2 separate regions of the Gossypium hirsutum genome follow, and region 2 is linked to region 1. The links are chromatin contacts, called in public Hi-C maps. All regions are on one chromosome and are shown on one strand. The core of a region is the stretch at or near the end of the contact, and the rest is flanking DNA. Distances in the headings are between cores, read along the strand shown. Region 1 holds the start of LOC107909635 (U4/U6 small nuclear ribonucleoprotein Prp31 homolog). Region 2 has its middle 65 kb from the start of LOC121215068.

Region 1 (6,245 bases), core at 1,022-3,521:
GCCAAACTTGAAGTCAGCCCAGAGGTGGCACCACTGCTTCCGTAATTCTTTTCCTTGAACCTGAAGTGAAGGAAAAAGAGTATCACCCAGGAGATCAACATGCAAGGTTGAATTTGAGAGAAAAACAGCAAAAATACTAAATTAAGCTAACCGATTGAAGGGGGAAAAAAGAACAGGAGAACCTACTTCTTAGCAACTTTGGCTGCAAGTTTGCTCTGACCAATTGAAACACGCAGTTTGCCACTCCCAGCCTGACCAAGCATTCCATAACCTTCACCTAGTCCATCACCTAATATCAAAAGGGAAATGAACAGTCAGAAAACTGTGGGAAATAGGTTATGTTCTTCTTAGTTGATAAATAGATTCTAGAAACTGCTCCATGAAAGTAACTCCTCAAGAGAATATACAGAACTAGACATTTCTTAAAGAAGGTAGTTAAGCATTATCGTATTTGACAAATCAGAGGCTACAAGCCTATTGAAGACCCAAAACATGGTTTTTGAGTTCAAGCATCATTAAAGAAAAAAAAAACTAAAAATGATTCTTCGGAAATTAGAAAAATCTAAGTTCACCTAAAGAGCTTTCCTCAGGTACTCCAAATTGCATCCTGTTCGCTAGCTTCCTCATGTCTGTTATAGCATACCTGAAAATAACATATATAGATATAAGCAAAATGCAGAATGCACAAACAAATTGCTGGAAAAAAATTTTAAAAGGAAAAATAAAGATTTCAATAGTAATCAAAATAACAGAACTACCTTTCTTTCATCTTCCTTAAGCGACGACCACCCCTCTTTTTCTTAGGTTCAGAATCAGGAACAGGAAGTGGTTTAGGCTGCTTTGCAGGAGGTGGTTCTTGCCATTTTTCAATTTTCTTATGAATTTCTTCCTTTAAGGTTTTTCCAGCATTCCCCAAAGGATCCCCTCTAGTGGAGTCTATACGTGCTGCAAGAGTTGCTTTAGAAGCCAAGAGACGACAAGCACGACTCCTCAAAGCAGGGGGTGTAGTTTGAAAAATCTCTGTCTGTTCAATATACCCAACACGAAACTGTGACGTTGCAGTGGAAAACCCTGCAAGGGTCTTCTTCTTCGCACCAAGCAGCTGAACATTACAAGCAGGCATCTTAGCTAATGCGGAAAGGCCACCAGCAGTACCCATAAGTTTAGCAGCAACAGCACTTCCAACAATAGTAGAAAGATTTGGTGCAATATATCCCATTCTACTTTCTACAAAATCAAGAACATTCTTCTTTGCAGTATCCAGAGCCAGAGCACGATCACACGCATCAATAGTTTTCTGGAGAACATCTTCAGGAAGTGGCTTGCCACTGGTAGTTGATGCTGTAACTGAAACAACCATAATGATAGCTGAAGGCAAAAGCCCTTCCAAATCCACAAGGGTTAAATCCATCTCATTGCCAATCTTTTTCACCACACGAGCATAATCAATTGGATGATGTACAAGCGATTCAAGCTCAGGAAACTTCAATCGGTACTTATCACGTATAAAATTATGGATAATAACAATCTCATTCTCGATATCAACTGATAGTCCATTACAGTCCACAATCAGCTGATACTCAGGATCATCTTCCAGTACCAAGCCCTGATTTGATATATCAGAACCCTTCTCGAGCGCATCTTCCACTTTCTGCATTATATCAATGTATCTCTGACTTTTTTGCAATTTGGAAACACTGTCCAGATCATCGTAGTTAAGCGTTTCGATATCCGCGAGGTCACCATCAATATCTTCTTCCATGTTTGCAACATCATTATTTTCTTCCTCCTGAAAGAATGATATGAACATTACGATTCAGATTAAGTGTCGAATAAAAAAAAAAGAGGCTGAAACTCAAAACAGAAAAGGTAAGTATAGTTTCAACTCACCAGAACATCGGCTTCGTTGTCTGATAATTCATCAAGGTCCGCAAGGAATGAATCAGCTAAAGTTGCCTGAAAATTATAACCAAGTAAAAGAACAGACAGTTAGATGCAATTATTTTATCGAATGAAAAGTGCTAAAATTCCAGGAGAAAAAAAATAGAGTAATTAGAGAAAAGAAAACTAACCATCTGACACTTTCGCGAGGAGCCTTCTAGGGTTTAACCCAAAATCGAAGAGAATAAACGAAAACAAGTTGAAAATTAAAATTTCCTAAAGAGAATAATGAAGGAACCCTAATCGGAGAAAAGAAGAGCAAATAAACAAAGAAACTTCGTTTGGGCGATAGCGAAAATAATTTATAGGGAAACTTCTTGAACATGCTATCGAGTCGGCTTTTGTATGGGCTAGACCTTCTATTTCTATGTTGGCCCGAAATCATTTATGCTTTGATCCATCTTGGTAAAAAAAATCTTTCTCATCTATTTTTTCAAAAATTGTAGTATTTGAAAAGCACCGGTAATTGGATTTGTCAGTAAGTGCGGTATGTTTTGGTGATCATCGTAGTTGTTAATTTGATTATTTGAATTACTCTTTTTAATTCTTAGGTAGTGTTTGAAAAATTATTTAATAATTGAATTTGGGTGTAATTACTTGTAATTTCTGGATCTCATTGAAAATTTGGTGTAATTAGAGTACAAGTTTAAGTTATAAATTTTTATATTATAAGCATAAACATGTATAAGTGTTCAAGATGGTTATGATCAAAGATTTATTATGTTATAAATCTTATATTATAACATAATTTATGTGTATTTTATAAAGTTATAATAAAAATTATATTGCTTAAGTCTTAATTTTTTTAAAGTTAGAACAATAAAATTTATTATAAAAAATAATCTAAGATTATATAAGTGTATATTATATTTATTTATAAAAAATTATGATAAAAAACATGAATATAAACTATTTATGTGTCGATGTTATATATTATAAAAATAATATGTTTTTTTGTAAAAAAGAATGTTATAATTTTATAAAATTATGGCAAAAAATTATATTATTTATAAGAAATGTTATGAAAATTATAGCACACTATAAAAAAATTATAAAGGTTAATATATTATAATTATTATATTTTTTTTACTTAATTTGTATATTATATAAAAAAATTTATAATATAACATAATTCTTTTTTTAAAATTAAGTTTATATGAGTTTTTATTATTAAAGTTACAAACTATTTGCACTGTGAACCCAAATTTTATTTGGTAGATGTTAATTATGCAAATGTAAAAAATATTCATGCACCATATCGTGGGGTATGATACGATTTGAGAGAATGGAACTAGACACAAGCACAAAAGACGACTCAAGAATTCTTTAATTTGAGACGTTTAAGGCTTCGAAATGTGGTTGAGAGGACATTTGTTATTTTAAAAAAATTTCTCATATCAACATCACTTAGTATAACATAAAAATAATAATATCTGATCATATTAGCATATTGCATACTTCATACCTTCATTCATAGGTATATTTGGGATGATCTATACTTCGAAACATACAAGGAAAAAAGAGATCTTGATAATCACAATGATACAAATTCAGATGATAGATAATGAACTCGGTCAAAAACCAACATTTGATGAAAATGAGCTTATATTAAAGAGGAAATAACCCAACAAATATGAAACACTGGAACAATTTAGATAAAATTTTATGAGAATAAATTATATTAGGATCATCCTAAAAAGTATAGTTTTTAAACACCAATAAAATAGTGCCACGTCATTAAATTTTAAAGATAACAAAGTATTATTATACACTCATCTATATCTAATATCTTCTCCAATTTAATTTAACTTTAATTAAATTATTTAAAATAATTAATTTTTAAAATTATAAACAAACACCTTTTCTTCTTCTTCTTTTTTACAAATTTTAATCATTTCTTCATAAGTTAATATTTTTTATTTTTGTGCAACTAATTTTAAAAAAAAAAAAACTTTTGTGCAATTTTTCAATGTCATTGACACATAATTTTGGTAATTATTCTACCCAGAACCTCAAACCTTGAATCCCAAATCCTGAGGTTTAGGGTTGGATTTAGGATTTAAGATTTTGAGTCCAAGTTTGGGTTTTGGGTTCGGGGTTCAAGGTTTAAGTTCAGTGTTTAAGGATTTGATGTTTAGGGTTTGAGTTTAAGGTTTAAAGGTTCGAGGTTACGAGTTTATGATTCATGGTTCGGGTTCAAGGTTCAAAGTTTTGTGGTTTTAAATTTTGGATTCTATATTTTGGGTTTAGGGGTTGAGATTCTAAATTTAGGGTTCAGGGTTAAAAAAAATATCAAAATCATTTGTCAATGACATGAAAAAAAATGTTGAAATGTAATTAAATAATTGAGAATGGACCATGAATAATATGGTTGGAAGAGTCCATAAAATAATTTATCTATAGATGAGTATATAATAATAATTTCATGTCTTTAAAATTTGATGATGTGGCAAAATTTTATTGGTGCCTAAAAACCTTATTTTTTAGGATCGTCCTTATGTAAGTTATTTTCAAATTTTATATGATGTTTATTTTTATTTTTATTAGTAATTGTATTATTAACTACTTTTTTATTAACACGATACATATGATGATTTGATTTTGATTTTTGTTGTTTGTTGTTTGTTGTTTGTTTAGAAATTTTTTTTATCATGCTAATATTTTTTATAATAATTAATATTTTTTTAAAAATATATAAAATATGTAACTGTACAATTACAATTTGCACTACCTAACATGACATGAGGAATTATAATGTAATTACACCCTATCAACAAAACACATTTAGAAAATTATAATTCTTTGTAATTACAAATGAATATGATTACTACCCTACTAATTACACTTTCAATTAATTACTATGTAATGTCCAAATAAAATGTTAGAGAGAAATTAAGAATTGAGGTAATTATCAATTACCTTATGATTTTTCTAACACATGTCAATTATTTTAAGTTTGAAATTTATTTTCATACAAGTTTATAAAAGTTATTTGCATACCATAATAATAAATAATTTTAATTTTTGTACATATATTTATTATTAGATAATAATAATAATAATAATAAAAGAAACTTTGCCATTGAACACATCTAACTTCAAGTGTTTCACGCAATTTTTGGCTTAACAACAAATTAGGTTTCTAAATGCTACATTATAAATTCTAAGTTAAATTCTACCATTAGTCCTTAAACTTTGTAAATATTGTGGATTTAGTTCTTATATTTTAATTTTGTCTTTTTAGTCCTTATACTTTTCAAATTTTAAATTTCAATCCTCACTAAATAATAACTATTAAATTCATTAAGTTAAGTTTTAATATTTCCAGAATCTAACGTGGCAAACATATTACTATATGTGTAATTCCATGTTAGCTTGTTATTTCCATGTATTACTCACTAGAAATTCAATTAATAGATTAACAATTGTTATTTGTGTCAAGACGACTAAAATTTCATAATTCGAAAAGTATAGAAACTTTGAATGATCCAATTGGAGAATGTAAACTAAACCTACAATTGTAGGCATAATATAGGACTAGCAATCGAATTTAAACAAACGAATTTAATTGCTACTATCTGAGTCAAGACCAAAAGTCAAAATTCAAAAAGTACAAAGACTAAAAATGACCAATTCAAAAAATACAATGACTAAAATTGATCAAATTAAAATATAAGGACTAAATCCACAACTTTTACAAAGTTCAAGAACTAATAGTAAAATTTAACCTAAGTTTTATATTATTCTTACATGGAACCCTATTATAAGTTTTATAAAACCTATTGAAGACTTAATATACCTTTTTGTTATAAAGGTTATATTATAATGTTTATATTATTTTTTTACCTGAACGCCGATAATAACAACATAGAACGACCGCAAAGCAAAAAGAAAGAGAAAAATAAGAACACACAGATTTTACATGAAAACCCTTTCGGGAAAAAACCACGGGCAGAGGAGAAGAAAATTCATTAATGTTGAATTCAAATGATACAAGAGGAGTTTTGACTACATCTATTTATAGGTTGAAAAACCTTGTTCTAATCAACATCAAATAGAAATAGTGTAGTAAGGTTGAAACACCTTATTCTAATAAATATCAAATAGAAGAAGTATATTTCTATACGAATTCCACTTGTGCCACTGTATTTTATTTCTTTAACAGGAATTTGGGTCACACAACTCTAACACAATCAAATTTTTATAAAAAGGGTTATGAAGTTGGTGTGTTACTGGATATCCTGATACAAGTCAAACACATATTAGGTTTATAAAAGCTATTATAACCAAATGATTACAAAGTT
Region 2 (6,245 bases), core at 1,612-4,111, 320 kb after region 1:
AGAACTTTCATGTGTCTATAATTGATATTTAATAAATAAATAGGACACGTAATGTTTTTTTTTGTATGGTCAAAGTATTTTTCATGTTCATTTTACCATAAAAATAACTAATCTTTTTGGATTTTATGTCTATTCCTCTCAACAATGTCATCTTCAGGGTTTGAATCTGAGCTTTTTCTTACCATTAGACTCAACACTCATTGGTACATATAACAGTTTTTAAATCTAGTTAAAAATTTTGCCTGTGAATTGCTAGAGTTGTGTGACTCAAATTTTTGTTAAATAAGAGATTCCTTGCAAGTCAAGTTAAACAAAATATATTTTATTTCTAGAAGATTTAGTATTTATTAGTATAATATATTTAGAATTTATTAGCACAATTTATTTAACCTACTAATTTAGCCTATAAATAAGCTCTTTTATAACCTTAGAAAACACACCTATAAAAAGATTAGACCTCATAACACTTTTGGAGAATTTTGTGTTTACGTTTTGAGGGTTCTTTGTTTTCAGGTTTCAGGGTTTAGTTTTTATCTTTATCTTTTGTACTCTTCGTTCTTTTTGCATTATAGTAAAATTTTCTTTTCCTGTGGTTTTTTATCCTCTTTGAAGGGGTTTTTCCATGTTAAATTTGTGTGTTCAATTTATCAATTTCTTCTGCTTTTATTACTCTTTCATTGCTTAATCGGGTCAATCTCCAACAAGTGGTACCAGAGTAAGTTCAATTTTCGTAGATCAACCTATTCAGAGATGGAAGCAACAAGGTTTGACATTGAAAAGTTCAATGGTGTCACATATGTCAATCTATGGCAGGTTTGGATAATGGCAATTCTAGTTCAAGCTGGCCTGAAAAAGGTCGTTATCGAGAAAAAAACTTGAGAATCTAGATCAGACAAAATGGGAAGAGCTTGATGAAAAGGCCATGTCTGCAATTCAGTTGTGTCGCGCGAATAGGCTATTGCAGAAGGTATTGATGGAGAAAACTTCATCCGCCTTGTAGAAAATGTTAGAAATTCTTTATGCGACTAAGTCTCTGGCTAGCTGTTTAGTGTTGAAACGTTGATTTATGTTTCACATTAACAAAGTTGAGCTTCTTAGAGATCACAATAGTCAATTTATTACTCTTTTTAATGATTTAAAGAACTTTGAGGTTAAGATTGACAATGAAGATCAGGCTATGCTATTATTATGCTCTTTACCCTCTTCGTACAAGTCTTTCAGGGAGACCCTGATTTATAGCAGAGACAAACTCTCGTTTGAGGATGTGAAGGGTCATTTGTTGAGTAAAGACAAACTCGATAATGAGTTTGGTTCAGATAGCAAGGCAGATAAGTAAGCTTCTATTTTGGCAGCATCAAAGAAGCGAGACAAAAGGTGTCACTATTGTAAGAAGTTAGGTTACGTCAAAGCAGATTGTTATAAACTAAGAAATAAAAGGGCTGCTCGGAGTAACGAGGAAGATGTAGCTGGTGCTTATTTGGTCGACGAAAGTGGTGATGATTTCTTGTTAGTGTTAACGAGCAGTAGCTCCAAGCTTACGTCTGAGTGGATCTTAGATTCTGGATGTTATTTTCACATGTGTCCCAATAGAGAATAGTTCTTCATATACAATTTGGTTGAAGGTGGAGTTGTGCGCATGGGAAATGATTCATCGAGTAAGGTAATTGGTATTGGTACTGTTAAAATTAGAATGCACGATGGGATGATTAGGACACTCTCAGATGTCAGGTATGTACCTGTTTTACAAAAGAATCTCATCTCCTTGAGTATTTTAGACTCGAAAGGTTGTTGAATCAACATCGAGTCGAGTTACATTAAGGTGACTTGTGGAGCTCTCGTTTTGTTAAGAGGTAAAAGGACTGACAGTTTTTATATTCTAGAAGGTTCTACAGTGATCGGTGAAACTGGATGTCCCTTGTCCGTTACGGAGTCAAAGTCAACTCGTTTGGAGCGAAGACAACTTGGTCATAAGAGGGAAAAATGCATGACTGTTTCATTGAAGAGAAGTTCTCTTTTGGATGCAAGTTTTGAAAAGTTAAAGCACTATGTTCGTGAAAATCAGACCCAAGTTAGTTTTGATTTGGCATTGCACAAGTCGACGGCTAGAAATTTTCCAACTTCTAAGCACAAATTTGACTCAGTTAATTCCCTGCATAGTTCAAGATAGGCCCGTGGTGGGCTTTGGCAAAGATGGCATTGTGAGAATTCGTCTCAAGGTAGAGATTGTTAGAGTTGTGTGGCCCAAATTTCTGTTAAATAAGAAATTGCTTGCAAGTTAAACAAAATATAATTTCTTTTTAGAAGATTTAATATTTATTAGTATAATATATTTAATATTTATTAGCATAATTTATTTGACCTACGAATTTAGCTTATAAATAATCTTTACGAATTTAACTTATAAATAGTCTTTTTTTTATAACCTTAGAAAAACACCCATTAAAAAATTAGAACCCATAACACTGTTGGAGAATTTTGTGTTTACGTTTAGAGGGTTCTTTGTTTTCGGGTTTCGGGGTTTAGTTTTTTTATCTCTATCTTTTGTACTCTTCGTTATTTTGCCATTATAGTAAAAATTATCTTTGCCCGTGGTTTTTTATCCTCTTTGGAGGAGCTTTTCCACGTTAAATTTGTGTGTTTAATTTCTCAATTTCTTCCGTTATTTTAACTTGTTTGTTGCTTAATCGGGTCGATTCCCAATATGAATATTATCTAATAATAATCTTGGATTAGAAACGTATTTTGATGGCAGTACATAAATGTTGTACCAGTATGAATTATGTACATTTTATATGCATATGGCTAGTGGGGGTCAAAGATGGCAATAAATCATGTGCCGTGCCCTAGAGGTCGAGGTGGGCTAACATAACATGCTGGCTGGCTATCAAACACCTTCCTATGGCTGCTAAAAAGTTTTAATTCCGCTAAGTTCCAATTGATTCGTTGGAAATGAAAATGACCTCTTGCCTTCATTCTTTCTGTGCATTTAATTTCAAGAAAAGAGAAAAACGTGTACTCTGCAAAAATAATCATTTCTCTCCACAATATATATCAAAATCAAACCAATATTATTGTATACTATATATATGTGAAATAATTAATATACGCGTCATGCAAAAGTTTTCAAATTGTTTTAGGAAATGGATAATGATTTTTTTCACATGTGCGATGTTCATATATATGATTTATATGTAAACCATTAATACAGATATGTGCTCTGCTGGCTTGATTTCGTCCATACAAAAATATGTGTATGTATGGAGTTTATAACTTCTGCATCAAAGTTTATTAATTTATGTATGGTGAATCATCTATATACAATACTTCTTAATTGTGACAGATACGTCTTTATAGAAAGGTGTGTGTGAATATTATCAAATTCCTTGAAAATGAATCATCAATAGTAATACTATTGCTTTTATTGAATTTAATTACAAACATTCTATTAAATACATATGAATTTTCACATTTATTTGAATTTAAGTGTATATATTGATAAGTGTCTAATATGAATTTTTACAATAGTAATTTTAATAATTTATATATTATAATTTTAAAAACGTTAAATTAAATTTATATAATTTTTAAGTGGTTAAAGTGTATTTTTATCATTATTAATTTAAAATTTTATAAATTATAAAAAGTCTAAATTAAGATTTTACTATTTTAGGAAACCATGCCCTTTGATATTTGCTAAGCTCCGCGATTGGTAGATATGATAAAATCTTTTAAAATAATTTTTCATATATATATGAACGATTATATATCCATACTTATGAGAATTATATTGTCACTTTCATTGCCACCATTGAAACCCTCGGGAATATAAGTGGGAGAATTGAGGAGTTTGAACGTAAAAAGCTAACCCATATATGCAAATTAAGGCAACAAATGAAAGAGAAAATGGGATTAATTTAATTTGATGGTTGGATGTATAAATAATCTGATGACATGTAAGGGGTTGCATGGATGACGATGATATGATATGATATGGAGGGGGCATTCCCTCCATCATCTCACAAACTGTTTGTTGCACCCTTCATCCCATACTCACCATGTGGATTGCCAACTTATTGACCTTGACCATTCATTACCTATACATTAATTATTTGTTCTTGAATATATATGGATAAAAGTATTATGGAAGTTTTTGTATCAAGAGTTAAATTGTATTTTATTTTATCTATTTAAAAAATAGATAAAGTAATCCATGTACATTAGATCAAATAATAAATTAGTCCTTTTGTTAAAAAAAATTCAGTTTTGCTATTAAATACATCAACATGAGGTATACATGACACACTATATGTCATTGTTTGGTTATTCCTTCAACTATGTTAGTTTTTAACTGTACAAATAGATAGAATTTTCAATAGAAAAGATCAATTTACTTTTTAATGTAATATATAAGGACTAGGTTGCTCATTTTTTTAATAGAAAAGGCAAAATGCAATCTGACTTTTAATACATGAACCTCCATAATACTTTTATAGATATTTGTGGCAATTTCCCTTTTCCTCGGTTTGTTCCAAAATTGTTCCCTTTGTATCCTTTAGATGATATTGAATTACTTTGGTTTTTTTGAAAGAAAATGATATTGAATTATATTATAGGTTAATATTTGATACATTATCGGTGTATAAGTCTCATGCACCATCATTGAACCACATTAAGCCACCTCACAATAAGCAAAATAATTGAGTATTTTAGGACTTATAAATAAATATAGATAAGTTTATTTAATTATAATTAAAATTAATTATATTTTTTTTTCTCAACTTCTTTCCAGTGTATAGAGATAGGAAAACTTCTCCAAATTAGGTTTTGGCCTTTGGGATTTCTTTTTTCTCAATTTAGAATTATTTAATTGATTTTCAACCACCAAACAGTTATTTATAATCATCTATTTCTAGGGACAACTAAATTTGTCGGTAAGGCAGGTGAAGCTCAAAGGTGAAGAATTTACTATGGACATCTATTCCTATAGAGATATAAACACCCATGAAAAGTAAAACAACTGAAATCAACAATAATTCATCACCTATGGAAGTATTGTTGTTAACAATATATTTTTATTACAATAATCGTTAAATCTGCTGGAGTTGTAAGTTTTTTTTTTCTTTTACAGTAATCATTAAATCTATAATGTTAACTTTCAAGATACTTAATGAAGCCAAAAGATTGTCAGAATAATTTAATGTGGGAGAAGGAGAAGATAAAAAATCACAAAAATAATTCTAATTGTTTGGTGATTGGAAATTAGTGAAATATTTTTAAATTGAACCAAAAGAATCCCAAAAACCAAAACCTAATTTAGAGAAGTTTGCTACATCAATATATAGGGAAAGGCTTGACAAAAAATATTATTAATTTTAATTATAATTAACTAATCTTATCAATATTTATTTATAAGTCCTTATATTTTATTATTTTACTTATTGATAAGGTGATTTAATGTGAATTTTTTAATAGTACATGAGATTTATACACAGACAATGCATCAAATATTATTCTTATATTATTTAATACAACTTTTAATCATTATTTAAAATTATAATTTTATAATTCATTGATGGATGTTTATGAATAATTTTCTATCATAATTATTGAAAAGTAATCAACAAAAGTATAATGAATAGGATCTCAACCCATTTTTTTGGGATGTTCAAGGAATTAAATTTTACAAATATGATTAGAAGAAATTAGATATAAGAATTGCTAAGTTATTTAAATTCAATTTGAGTATAAATATGAATATATATTTAATATAAGTATACTTAAAATATTTAGAATTTCTTATATAGTTAGAGGATTTTACATGTTAAATACAAATAGAAAATTTTATAATTACATTCGACCCTATTTATAAGAGTCTCATTTGTTTGTTGAGATTTAGTCTGCTATAGAGAGATAGTTGTTATACACTTCTAACAACAATTATAGAAAGATAATTGTTGTAAACCTATCATAGAATTTATATTGTGAATTTTCATGAAAAAAGTGAGAATTATGTTAAAAAAGAAGAAGGCTAAAGTACTAGAAAAAGCCCTTTGGAACTAATTTGAGAATCAATTGGGCCCCTAGTTGAAAAGTACAATCATTTGGAAGACACGGTTCTACCGTGAACATGGAATGCTCCTCACCTCAAGAAATACTATGTGTAATTTCTTACTCCTTGAATAAAAATATTATCTTTATAAATACTTGTATTTGGTATAGTTTAAAGGTTTTACGGTTTAAGATCG

Evidence for each region. A called contact is a pair of places that touch in the nucleus more often than the background predicts.
Region 2: a contact with region 1 is called in a Hi-C map of leaf, with 1.9 times the contacts expected there. The contact joins the enhancer-like site here to the promoter of LOC107909635 in region 1. A contact is called at or near these places in 2 of 34 Hi-C or Micro-C datasets (both in leaf).

Annotation. Positions count from the first base shown.
Region 1 is chrD02:61,396,095-61,402,339 of Gossypium_hirsutum_v2.1, forward strand. It overlaps LOC107909635 (U4/U6 small nuclear ribonucleoprotein Prp31 homolog), which reads right to left and starts at 2,272. Exons shown (of 7, transcript XM_016837245.2): 1 at 2,073-2,272; 2 at 1,891-1,956; 3 at 759-1,789; 4 at 573-643; 5 at 187-289; 6 at 1-60. The coding sequence starts at 2,075.
Region 2 is chrD02:61,720,285-61,726,529 of Gossypium_hirsutum_v2.1, forward strand. No RefSeq gene overlaps it. Among protein-coding and RNA genes, the nearest start is that of LOC121215068, 65 kb to the right of the region's middle. Within about 2 kb of position 2,862, at least 3 of the 9 cell types and tissues checked have an H3K27ac peak or open chromatin away from gene starts, as enhancers often do. A contact at or near this core is called in leaf, where this site is marked.